2 separate regions of the Capra hircus genome follow, and region 2 is linked to region 1. The links are chromatin contacts, called in public Hi-C maps. All regions are on one chromosome and are shown on one strand. The core of a region is the stretch at or near the end of the contact, and the rest is flanking DNA. Distances in the headings are between cores, read along the strand shown.

The links. Hi-C and Micro-C count contacts between places; a contact is called where the count stands out from the background.
Region 2: a Hi-C map of blood shows a contact between it and region 1, with 5 times the contacts expected there. The contact joins the promoter of LOC102180196 here to the enhancer-like site in region 1. A contact is called at or near these places in 2 of 5 Hi-C or Micro-C datasets (both in blood).

Annotation. Positions count from the first base shown.
Region 1 is chr29:44,850,516-44,856,440 of ARS1.2, forward strand. No RefSeq gene overlaps it. Among named protein-coding and RNA genes, the nearest start is that of NPAS4, 12 kb to the right of the region's middle. Within about 2 kb of position 3,121, at least 1 of the 5 cell types and tissues checked has an H3K27ac peak or open chromatin away from gene starts, as enhancers often do.
Region 2 is chr29:45,087,893-45,093,817 of ARS1.2, forward strand. It overlaps LOC102180196 (RNA-binding protein 4B), which reads right to left and starts at 3,269. Exons shown (of 3, transcript XM_018043083.1): 1 at 3,095-3,269; 2 at 2,011-2,434. The coding sequence starts at 2,422.

The sequences.
Region 1 (5,925 bases), core at 1,871-4,370:
TCTTGACTTCCTACTTTTTCATTCCAGTCCCCTATAATGAAAAGGACATCTTTTTGGGGTGTTAGTTCTAAAAGGTCTTGTAGGTCTTCATAGAACCTTTTAAGTTCAGCTTCTTCAGCATTACTGGTCAGGGCATAGACTTGGATTACTGTTACATTGAATGGTTTGCCTTGGAAACAAACAGAGATCATTCTGTCATTTTTGAGACTGCATCCAAGTACTGCATTTCGGACTCTTTTGTTGACTATTAGGGCTACTCCATTTCTTCTAAGGGATTCTTACCCACAGTAGTAGATATAATGGTCATGTGAGTTAAATTCACCCATTCCAGTCCATTTTAGTTTGTTGATTCATAAAATGTCGATGTTCACTCTTGCCATCTCCTGTTTGAGCACTTCCAATTTGCCTTGATTCATGGACCTAACATTCCAGGTTCCTATGCAATATGACTCTTTACAGCATCGGACTTTACTTCCATCACCAGTCACATCCACAACTGGACGTTGTTTTTGCTTTGGCTCTGTCTCTTCATGGTTTCTGGAGTTATTTTTCCACTCTTCTCCAGTAGCATATGGGGCACCTACCGACCTGGGGAGTTCATCTTTCAGTGTCATATCTTTTTGCCTTTTCATACTGTTCATGGTGTTCTTAAGGCAAGAATACTGAAGTGATTGGCCATTCCCTTCTCCAGTGGGTCATATTTTGTCAGAACCCTCCACCATGGCCTTTCCATCTTGGGTGGCCCTACATGGCATGGTTCATGGTTTCATTGAGTTAGACAAGGCTGTGGTCCATGTGATCAGATTGGTTAGTTTTCTGTGATAGTGGTTTCCAGTCTGTCTGCCCTCTGATGGATAAGGATAAGAGGCTTAAGGAAGCTTCCTGATGAGAGACATTGACTGTGGGGGAAGCTGGGTCTTGTTCTGTTGGGCGAGGCCATGCTCAGTGACTCTTTAATCCAATTTTCTGTTGATGGGCAAAGCTGTGTTTGCTTCCTGTTGTTTGACCTAAGACCAAACTATGGTGGAGGTAATGAAGATAATGGTGACCTCCATTGTTTACTGGGATCTTATTTTGGGTGTGTTGAATCTGAGCTTTTATTTCCTCATCACTCTACCATGCTTTCTTCCATGGTTAATTATTTTTTAATTTATTTGTAACTGGAGGATAATTGCTTTACAATGTTGTGTTGGTTTCTGCCATCAACATGAATCAGCCATGCTGCTGCTGCTGCTAAGTCGCTTCAGTCATGTCCGACTCTTTGTGACCCCATAGACGGCAGGCAGCCCACCAGGCTCCTCTGTCCCTGGGATTCTCCAGGCAAGAATACTGGAGTGGGTTGCCATTTCCTTCTCCAATAGCCATAGGTATACACATATCCCCGGCCTCTTGAACCTCCCTCTCACCTCCCACTTCTCCAGGTTGTTGCAAAGCACGGGTTGAGCTGTCTGTGTCATACAGCAAATTCCCACTGGTTATCCATTTTTGGGCTTCCCTTATGGGCTTCCTGGTAGCTCAGTAAGTAAAGAATCTGCCTGTAGGAGACCTGAGTTCAATCCCTGGGTCGGTAAAATCCCCTGGAGAAGGAAATGGCTACCCAGTCCAGTATCCTCACCTGGAAAATCCCACGGACAGAGGAGCTTGGTGGGCTGCAATCCATGGGGTCATAGTCAGGCATGACTGAGCGACTAACACTTTCACTTTCTTGTGGCTCAGCTGGTAAAGAATCCACCTGCAATGCGGGAGACCTGGCTTCAATCCCTGGGCTGGGAAGATCCCCTGGAGAAGGGAAAGGCTACCCATTCTGGCCTGGAGAATTCCATGGGCTATATAATCCATAGCGTCATAAAGAGTTGGACACGACTGCGTGACTTCCACTTCACTTCATTTGTTTTACATATTGTATGTTTCGCTAGTACTCTGTCCATTTGTCCCACTCTCTCCTTCCCCGGCTGCGTGCATAAATCTGTTCTCTATATCTGAGTCTCTATTCCTGCCCTGCAAATAGGTTCATCAGTACCATTTTTCTAGATTCCACATATACGATATCTGTTAATATACGATATCTGTTTTTCTCTTCTGACCTACTTCACTCTGTATAACAGGCTCTAGCTTCATCCACCTCGCTAGAACTGATTCGAATTCATTGCTTTTATGACTGAGCAATATTCCCTCGCGTATATGTACTACAACTTCTTTATCCATTCATCTGTTGATGGACATCTAGATTGCTTCCGTGTCCTGGCTATTGTAAATAATGCTGCAATGAACATTGGGGTGCACGTGTCTTTCAGAATTGCGATTCCCAGGGTATAGCCCAGTAGTGAGATTTCTGGGTCAGATGGTCATTTTATTCCTAGTTTTTAAAGAAGTCTCCATACTATTCTCCATAGTTACTCCACGCTGTTCTCTGTAGTGGCTTCACTGGGGTCTTGAAGACTGAGATCTTTTATGCTCTTCCCCTCACAAACGGCAGAGGGCGACATAGACGGCGAGACCCCAGCCACAGCACGCCAGACGCAGCGACATTACCCGCCACGCGGTGGCGCTAAGCCACACGATGTCCGATTTTCCGCAGAGTTTGGGGCGCAGAAGAGAGGTGACGGAGTGAGAGGGTAGATGAGGGTAAAGGGGAACCCTGGGAGCCTAGGACGTCTGAACCAAAGGATCAGAGGTCCCTGAATGGACTGAGTAGAGCCCGCGTTCCCAAGACATAGTAGAATCAGTAGGGAATGAATGGGTCTTGGAGTCGTTTGAATACGAGGGCGCCCCCTTCCTCCCCGCGCCGGGTCTGCAGCCCCATTCCTGGCGCAGTTTCTCCGCCTGGACGCCTGAGAGACCGAGTGCGCGCGCTCCTCCCTACTTCGCTGTAGCTCATTCATCTGCGGCCGCGGCACGCCGTTGCCATGGAGACCTGATGCAGGCGGTGGGGAGGGAGGCCCCGGGTGACGTCTGCGATGCTCGCAGCTCATCTCTCGCGGCCTCCCAGTTCTTGCCTATTTTGGAAGAGAGCCGCAGCCCTTCTGCTGATGCGCGCGCGCTGGCGCCTTTTAAAGGCAACCGGCGGAGTGGCGGCTCAGCCAGAGCCCGAGAACTGCCCCCGCCCCCGAGCCATGAGCCCCGGGGCCTGGGCCCGGGGAGCCTCAGGGGCCGTGCCCCACCCCCTCCCCAATCTTAGCGCCCTCAACCCACTTTGGGGACATTCCAACCTTGGAGAAAGGAGGGCCTGCCCTTGCCTCTCCCCTCCCGCCCCGCCCCTCCACTCTCCATCTCCCTCCAACAGGCAGACTCTCCTTCCATAGGAGCCTTGGAAGGAAAGAAAACGCCAGGCCTAGAGCGTATGAGGATCCTCTCTGGACAAGGCCACTGAGTGAAAATGCCAGGTGAGGACTTCGCTGCTGGCTGGGCCACCCTGGGTCTCTGAAGACCCATGCTCCCTCCAGCTGCCTTCCTTAGTCTTTTTCTCCTTGGGGACAGCCTGGGGTCAGGTTAGGATCCTAGCTGGAAGGACCCTCAGCAGTTTCTCCAACCCTCTCATTAAACTGAAAGAGAAATAGGCCCAGGGAAGTGTAGAGACTTGCCCAAGGTCACATGGCATGTTCCTGGATGACATGGGCCAGAGCCCAGGGATGGTGACTTCCTAGCCAAAGTCGTTTTCCCTGGGGCTTAATGTTGAAAACAGCTGGCATGGTGTGCCAGTCTCCAGTTCCTGCCCTGTACCCAACCGAGGGAACAGACGAATCTCACGGCAGTAGCATCAGCTGCTTCGTTTTCCCAGCAGAGTCCAGACCTAGGTAGACTTTCTGGATGGATGATTACTTTGGACAAGCTTCTGGATCCTGTGGACTCCATGACCAAATAACCAGGTGGCTGCTTACAAACATCTACTGCCATCAGAAGCTTCTGGAAACCCACCAGCTCTTTGGAACTTTCTGGAGCCAGGCCTTCTCCATACTGCTTACAGCTGGCTTCTGGGTGGAGGCGTGGCCTGCAGGCTCTGGCTGGGGTCGCCAGAGCCCTGTGGACCCAGCTCTTTGAACTCCTCCCACCCAATCCTGATGATGCCTACATTCTCTCTGCAACCCCTGCAGGGGTGTTTGACCACGACTCACTGAAGACAGCTGTGAAGTACTTGACCATGTCCAAGTATGCATGAAACTGCATAGGTTCCAGACATCTCTGGGCCCCTACTCTGGACCAGGGCTGGGGACCCAAAGGTGGGTATGATCCAGCCCTATAGCGGGCACCAAGTCTGGCAAAGGAAAGAGGTTCATGTTCTGGAGAAGTTAGCCCTGGACTTAAATGGTTATTCCAAGGGGCATCCGTTGTCAGGGCCACACCTTCAATGCACAGAAGGGGAAACTGAGGCAGCCCTCCAAGAGATGTTATTTGCCAAGGTCACGCAGCAAGTCAGTGTGCTGTTGAGACTAAGACCCAGAACCCTGCCTCCTGACCCAGGCTCTCTCTCTCTCTGCCTTGATCTCAGAGACCAGCCTTTGAGAGGTGCTCGGAAGGTCATTGTGCTGTGACTCAGGTTCCTGGTTCAGGCTCCCAAGGATGGGCTGTGTCACTCAGGCTACTCCATTCTCTGCATGAGGCCTGAGTTGCTCCAGGGGGATGATCTCTGAGGGGCCCTCTGAGCCTGGGCCTGGGATCCTCTGAGCAGGGTCCCTTGCCAGGTTGTGGACACTCTCCGTGATGGCCTGCGGGACACTTCTAGGGGAACTTTCTTCCTCCCACCAGACTAAAGCTAAACAACACCGGAAGTAGTTGCTTCAACCACAGGCTGTGCTGACCACCCAAGGATGACCTGGGGTCTGTTTTACACCCCTTGGAACCTATCGGATCCCCCAACGGTGAGTCCCCTGGTGCTCTTAGCACAGGCCTGTGAGAATGGCCCCTGGTGGATTGGGTTTGAAGAAGGAAAACCATACCAGTACTTGGGTCCACCTCCCTTGCCCCGCTATATCCACAGGGGCCAGGTCTGCAGGGCCCAGCATGGCCCTGATCATCCAGGGCCAAGGACTCAGTCCTCTGGGAGACATCAGGTCCACTCAGACCCTGGCCCTGGGCACATGGGCTCATCCCCACCTGAAGCTGTGTCTCAGGGCAGCAGCATTGGACTTGTAAAGCCAGAGAGGCACCGGCCAGCTGGGCCCTTGGCCCAGAGATGCTCAGAGTGCCAGAGATGGGAAGGCCCTTCCAAGCCAAGGGGTTCAACCCACTCACCTGTCATTTTGCAAATAGGGGAACTAATGGGGCATATATAACACCCCAGTAGGCTGGTGATGGAGCTAGGACTGAACCCATGTCTCTAGACCCTCCTGTCCAGGACTCTTTCCCCTGCATCAAACATGATCCACTGAGATCTACACTGAGCCCACCTCCAATTCATCCCAGACCTTCGAATCCTTGGAGAAGGCTCCTCCAGCCCACCCTTGTCTGCACTGGGTGAGTCAGGAGCCTTCTCCTCAACAAGGTGGTCCTTTCTCCTAAAGCTTTCTGGTGTCCCCTCCCCATTCATCTAGGGCTCATCTTTTCCTGGTTCCAGAAGCTTCTCTGTCAATAGACCATAACTGCTGCTACCCGCTTCTTGCCATGGTTTGACCAACTCCCTGCAGTTCCAGGTTTCCAGGGGGTGGGGGTCATCATTCTTTCCGCTCTGGGGTGGTCTCCTGATTGCTCCTAGGGCTTCTCTGCTGCCACTGGCCTGGGCCCAGACCTACTGCTCTTCCGTGGTCACCCCAGCCTTGAATCCCATCAGTTTCTCCTGAGACTTCATGGGACACTCCCTGCAGACTTGCTTTCTGCTGAGCCCAGGTTCCAGAGGAAATAACAATAGCCTGGGTGTCACTGGGCCCCTGTGAGGTGTGTGAATGAGCTAACACATGATTAGGTATGTAAGGCATAGGTAAGGGTGAGCAC
Region 2 (5,925 bases), core at 2,019-4,518, 240 kb after region 1:
ACTTTCTCGTCATCTGGAAAAAAAACAAAGCTGGTTATAAAAATGTCTGTACGTAAAACATAATGAAAAATTGAGTGCTTTCTCCAGAGGGCCCAGGCTAAGAACATGAAAACCAAATAAAGGATCCTTTTTTCCCCCAATAATGACATTTCAAAAAATCTCACGGATCATTGTGTTATTACATCCTGAATGAAACCCACTGTATGAAAACACATTTCTTTCAAGCCAACCCCCCTCTCAATTAACTGACGTCCATATACCTATTTCTGATCCTATTATTTTACTCTATTGCATATTAAAAAGGTAAAGACAAGCAGTATTATACTAGAACATCACTGCAGTTTGTACCAGACTTTAACTGCATTCTTTCACATTTTGCTTGTTACCTATCAAGAGAGAACTCCCATTTCCTCCAACACTGTCCATTCATGATGCCCTCCTTCATCCAATGAAAATAATTCAGGGTATTTTTAAAGGTATCTGAAGCGCAACAGCTTTCCAAAATAATAAAAGAAAACCAAATATAAATGAGGAAAGGTATTACATTTTAAAGAAGTTTCTAACCATCACAGAAACATCTGTTGTTGCAAACACCACTCACCTTTTATCACACAGTGCTTTTACTGCCAAAGCACTTTCACATCTATCACCTCATTCTAGCCTCACTACCATCCTGTGAGGGAGGTACGGCAGGGACCATTATAACTCTACTTTACAAGTGGGGAAAATGAAGCACAAAGAGGTTAAAACACTTGTCCAAGCTCATATGACAAATAAATGGTAGCAAGTCTCTACAGTTTTTGCCCCGTGCTTTAATGAGCAGCTAAAAGCCAGGACACCACTGGCTGAAGCTGGAAATATCTGATGCATTATTTGCAATCTCTACTATCTGCAGACTTTCTTACCCTTTTCTGGTCAACTTTTCCTCTTCTCCATTTCTGTTCTGTTTTCTAGGTTTAGTAGAGGACCCTTAAGTACGTCTTTACAACCCTTTTAATGGTACTCAGAGAAAAAAATGATCTTAATTTATAAACCTGAAAAGTGGATGTAAACATGTGGTCTAAGACAACACTATCAACAAAAAGCTTGTAGAACAGCGCCGTACAACAGAACTTCCTGTGATGATGTAAATGTTCTGTATCTGCACTGATACAGTCACTACTAGCCTGTATGACTTCTGAGTACTTGAAATGTGTGCAGCACAACTCAGAAAGTGAACTTTAAAATTTATTTAATTTCAATTTGATAGCCACATGGGGCTAGTGGCTACCATATCAGCACAGTTCCAGAGGGTCTTCAACCTCCTGTAGTACTAATGACAACGTATGTACTTTTATTAATGATATAAATAATTTGATATGACACCCTAATCGGAATCTCCTCAGAAGCAGAACCATAATTCCCATTCAACCTAACATTTTTAGAAATGTCCTTTTTTCCCTTTAAGATTAAATAATAGTATGTGGAGCAGAATACATAGCAGTTTTTGGCTCTGCTTATATAGTTCATCACATACTCAAAAGATAATCCCCCAAAATCAGATTCACCACCCAGATTTACAATACAGAGATTCTTAAAGATGTCTGTGTTCTTTCCCACCACGGCCCATTGCCCAGGGCAGTAAGGAGTATAAACCCTATGCATTTAAACTCTCAAATATATAAGGCTTCCTCATCATAACAAAAGCAGCAAGTAAGCCACAGACCTTTATCCTCTTCTCCCATTTGCAGATTAAACTTCCTACAGCACCCAAATGAATGACACTTGCAGGAAAAAGTGACCTACCGTTTGTGATTCTACAAAGTTGTTGAGAAACATCTTGGCAAATCTGAAAAGGAGAAGTGTGTGCTTCTCCAAGAGTTGTGTTTAAGCATGGTAAACATACACTCGTTCTATTATCTCCAGCTCAAGTGGAACGGAAGACATCACCCTGCCAGCCCCATGGTCCTCTGTTCTTGTCTACACCTAGACCCCACTCGGTTTTGCCACCCAAGCCCCAGAGCAGTTCACCTTGAAACTCTGTGTTGTCAAGGCCCCTGATGGCCTCCACTGCATCCTCAGCCCGCTCCATGTGTACAAAGGCATAATCTTTCACGATGTCACATTCGATGACTGGACCGTACTCCTCAAACTTGGCCCGGAGCTCTTGGTTGGTACAGGTAGGACTGATGTTGCCTACATGCAACTTGGTTGAAGCTTTGCTCTTATTCTTGCTGGCTTCCACGTTGATGTTCACCCCGTGCAGCTTGTAGTGGTGCAGGTTGCGGATGGCATCCTCGGCCGCCGTCTTGTCCTCTATGTGCACAAAGCCGTAGTTCTTAATGATGTCACATTCCAGCACCTTCCCATACTGCTCGAAGAGCGAGCGGATCTCCTGCTCTGTGGCCTCCCGGGGCAGGTTTCCGATGAACAGCTTCACCATTCTGACAAGAGCCTGAAAGAGAAGAAAGGAGATTTTCAGAAGTTAGAGGCGAAAGTTTCAATGCACTGCATTTCGGATTAATCCTCCCAAGTTCTTGGCACCTTCAAGATGCTCTCACAGACGCTCCTTCTTTTTTCAGTAGCGGGAGAAAGGTTAGCTCTTAAGGAGTAGTGTAAGCTGTGTGTAACACGCGAACGGATCGGTTGCCAGCATGCACTGCATAGTCCCTCGTGAAATAAGGCGCCCTTTCAGTAACAGGATTAGCTTGAAATACTCCTGTTCGGGGGCAAGTAAGAGAAGAATCCAAACGAGGGGGAAGAGGCATATATCTAACTGTCCCTGGTAACAAGGTTTTGGAGGGAAATCTGTGTACCTCTCTTCCGTGAAGCATCACCGTTCAAAATACTTTTACGAATAAAAAGGCCCCCTTTGCCCCAATTGGGACCCCCACCCCCGCCCTGGCGACCCAACTCCAGTGCCTTTTCCCCAACAAAGACTCGACTCGACCCCTGCCCCGCCCCCTCCGGAGACCCGGCCCCGCCTCCTCCCGTTGTCTTCCCCGGACTTCCCGCCCCAAGAGAAGAAACCCAAACCCTGGGCCATCCCCGTCCGCCAGAGGCCAGGCCGGCCCGGCTCTCGGGCTCCCCACACGCCCACGGATACCTTGCGCACCTCCGGGTGGCAGCAGCGCTGGCGGCGGCTCCCGCGTCAGAGAGAACCCTACAAAATGGCGACGGCCGCTCAAACCTCGGCGCGACCGGGCCTTTCTCGCGCGCCACCTGACGCACGCGCGAGTGCGCGCTGCCCACCCCCTCCTCACCCTCGCGGGAGCCAGGCGACCAATCCCGCGGCCGCGTACAAATGGCTGCCCCGGGCTCGGCTCCCAGTCGCCCCGATAGGGGGCGGGGCCCGCTGTTGTCGGCGCGGCGGAGCGGAGGTCAGCCCGCCCCCTGGCCCGGCTAGCCAATCAACACCTTGGACGGTGGTGTGGGTGGGGGTCGGCGCTCACGCGTCAGAAGGCTCTGGACGCAACCACTGCCTTGGTGAAATCGGAAGCCCGGGAGTCACAGTGGATCATAATGGATCCATTCACAATGGATCGTGCTATTGGGCAGTGTCGGGGGGCGGAGGTGGGGAAGGACGGCCGCTGCTGATGACAAAGGGTTATCCCACTGAGTCCCCGAAAAGCGGGTTTTCTTAGCAATCGGCCAGCCCCTACGGTAGCTTGGGGCAACATTTTAGGAATACAGGTGGGCCACATTTCAAGCAAACCTGGCCTTTTATTTTTTTTTGGTAGCGCTTTATAACATAATTCAAAATATTTTAATTGAAAACATGTACTTCATTGGTGAGGAAACAGAACCGAAGATGGCAGAGCTGAGATAGCTCGTAGAGGCATTCTATCCAGGTTACACTCAAATCAGTTGGGTTTTGTTTGTCACATATACACGAAGGCTGGTTTTCTCTCCCTAGCTAGAGAATTAAGCTCTAATTATATGTCCTTAACAGTTCCCGATTCTTGGGAGCACACCAACGAATGCTTGGTGTAGAGGACCAGAGAGGTTTCTTGTTTTGGGGACAGGCCAGGGTCTCCACCTCCAGACCAAGCTGCTGGAGGACAGGGCAACTGACCAGGGCATTTTCCAGCTTTCAGAATTCAACTGTGGTCCAAGGGCACCTCCTGCTGGCAAAAAGGAAGTTACTAAGGGGGTTTATCACTCACTGTCACCTTTGGACAAAGAATAGACGTTTATGGAGATTGATGGACTTAGCTTATCTCCAAGTAGAGCATGCCAGGATGTTTGGTCCATCACCATTCCTCCTTGGTATCTTTTCTGATACTATCAGGCACAAACTCTGCATGCCGTCCTCTTCCTCTTCAGCTACTTGGTTACATTTCTTTTACTGAATTCTTTGTTGTCCACCAATTTCAGAAGAGGCACTGTCCCAGTTCTGATAACACTCATGCTTATCTCCCACCTAATTCTATTTAACCCTCCCATTCCCTTCTTCTCTTGGTCATTTCCCAGTTTCTCTCTATAGTCAGACTTTTAAAACACCAGCGAGGGACCCCTTTGCCCATTTCTGAAATAGTTTTTACTCATCTTTGCTATTAGTTTTTCTAACTTGGATTTCTTCCCAGTGTTTCAGGGTGGATTTTTGCAAACAGTGTGAACCTGCTGTTGCCCACCTTTATGCCTGTGTTTTGGGTTCTATCTTCCTCTCCAATTGCGCAAGTTTTCTGAGGTTACCAAAACTAATATCCTCTTAACAGTTTGCACCCCTCTAAAATTTTTCGTTCGTTCACCATCCTTTCCTCCTGTGTTTTTATACTGTTTCTCCTCATAGCTCTAACCATACCATCCCATCTTCTCCCCCATCTATTTCCCTATTCTTATCTATTCCCTTTTACCTCCCCTTCGCTTTCCCTCACTTTTTGAAAATGAAAGTCGCTCAGTCGTGTCCGACTCTTTGCAACCCCATGGACTATACAGTCCATGGAATTCTCCAGGCTAGAATACTGAAATGGGTAGCCGTTCCCTTCTCCAGGGGATCATCCCAACCCAGGGATCGAAGCCAGGTCTCCCGCATTGCAGGCAGATTCTTTACAGCTGAGCCGCAAGGGAAGCCCTCGTAGGCAACCATTAAATGAATTTAGAATGTATTATTTTGTGTTCTTGCAAGATATATATTTTTTTAAATTGAAGTATATTTACCATGTCGTGTTAGTTTCTGGTGTACAGCAAAGTGATTCAGTTGTACATATACATATACTCATTTTCATATTCTTTTCCATCATAGGTTATTACAAGCTCTTTATTTATTTGTCTTAGTTGTGGCATGAAGGATCTTTTTAGTTGGGGCATGGAAATGTTTAGTTGCAGCATGTAGGATCTTGTTCCCTGACCAGGAATGGAACCCAGGCCCCCTCAATGGAAGCTCAGAATCTCAATCACTGCACCATCAGGAAAGTCCCTACAAGATATTGAATATAATCACCTGTGCTATACCTTAGAACCTTGTTGTTTGTCTATTTTATATATAGTAGTTTGCATCTGCTATTCCCGAACTCCTAATTTTTCCTCCCCTATCTTCCTCTTTGGTAACTATAAGTTTGTCTTCTGTAAGACATGTTTTTTTAATGCACATTTGCTTTTTCCATTACAAAAAATGTTTCATTGTGGACATTTTCAAAAAGGCACAAATAAAGTATATTATGAAATCTTCTGGGCCCCTTACTCAGCTTTGACAGTTATCAACATTTGCTCATCTTATTTCATACAGCCCCTTTGCTTTGTGTGTGTGCATTGGGGCTAGAGTTCTTTTTAAGGCAAATTCCAGTCATAATGTCGTTTCACCTATAAGTTTCTCACTAACTGCCTCTAAAAAATCAGCTCTATGCGATGCTAATATCATGTGATATTGGTATTTAAATTTCTACTGGATTGTCCCAAGTATCTGTTTTTACATCTGGTTTCTCCTAATATGGATCTAAACAAAGT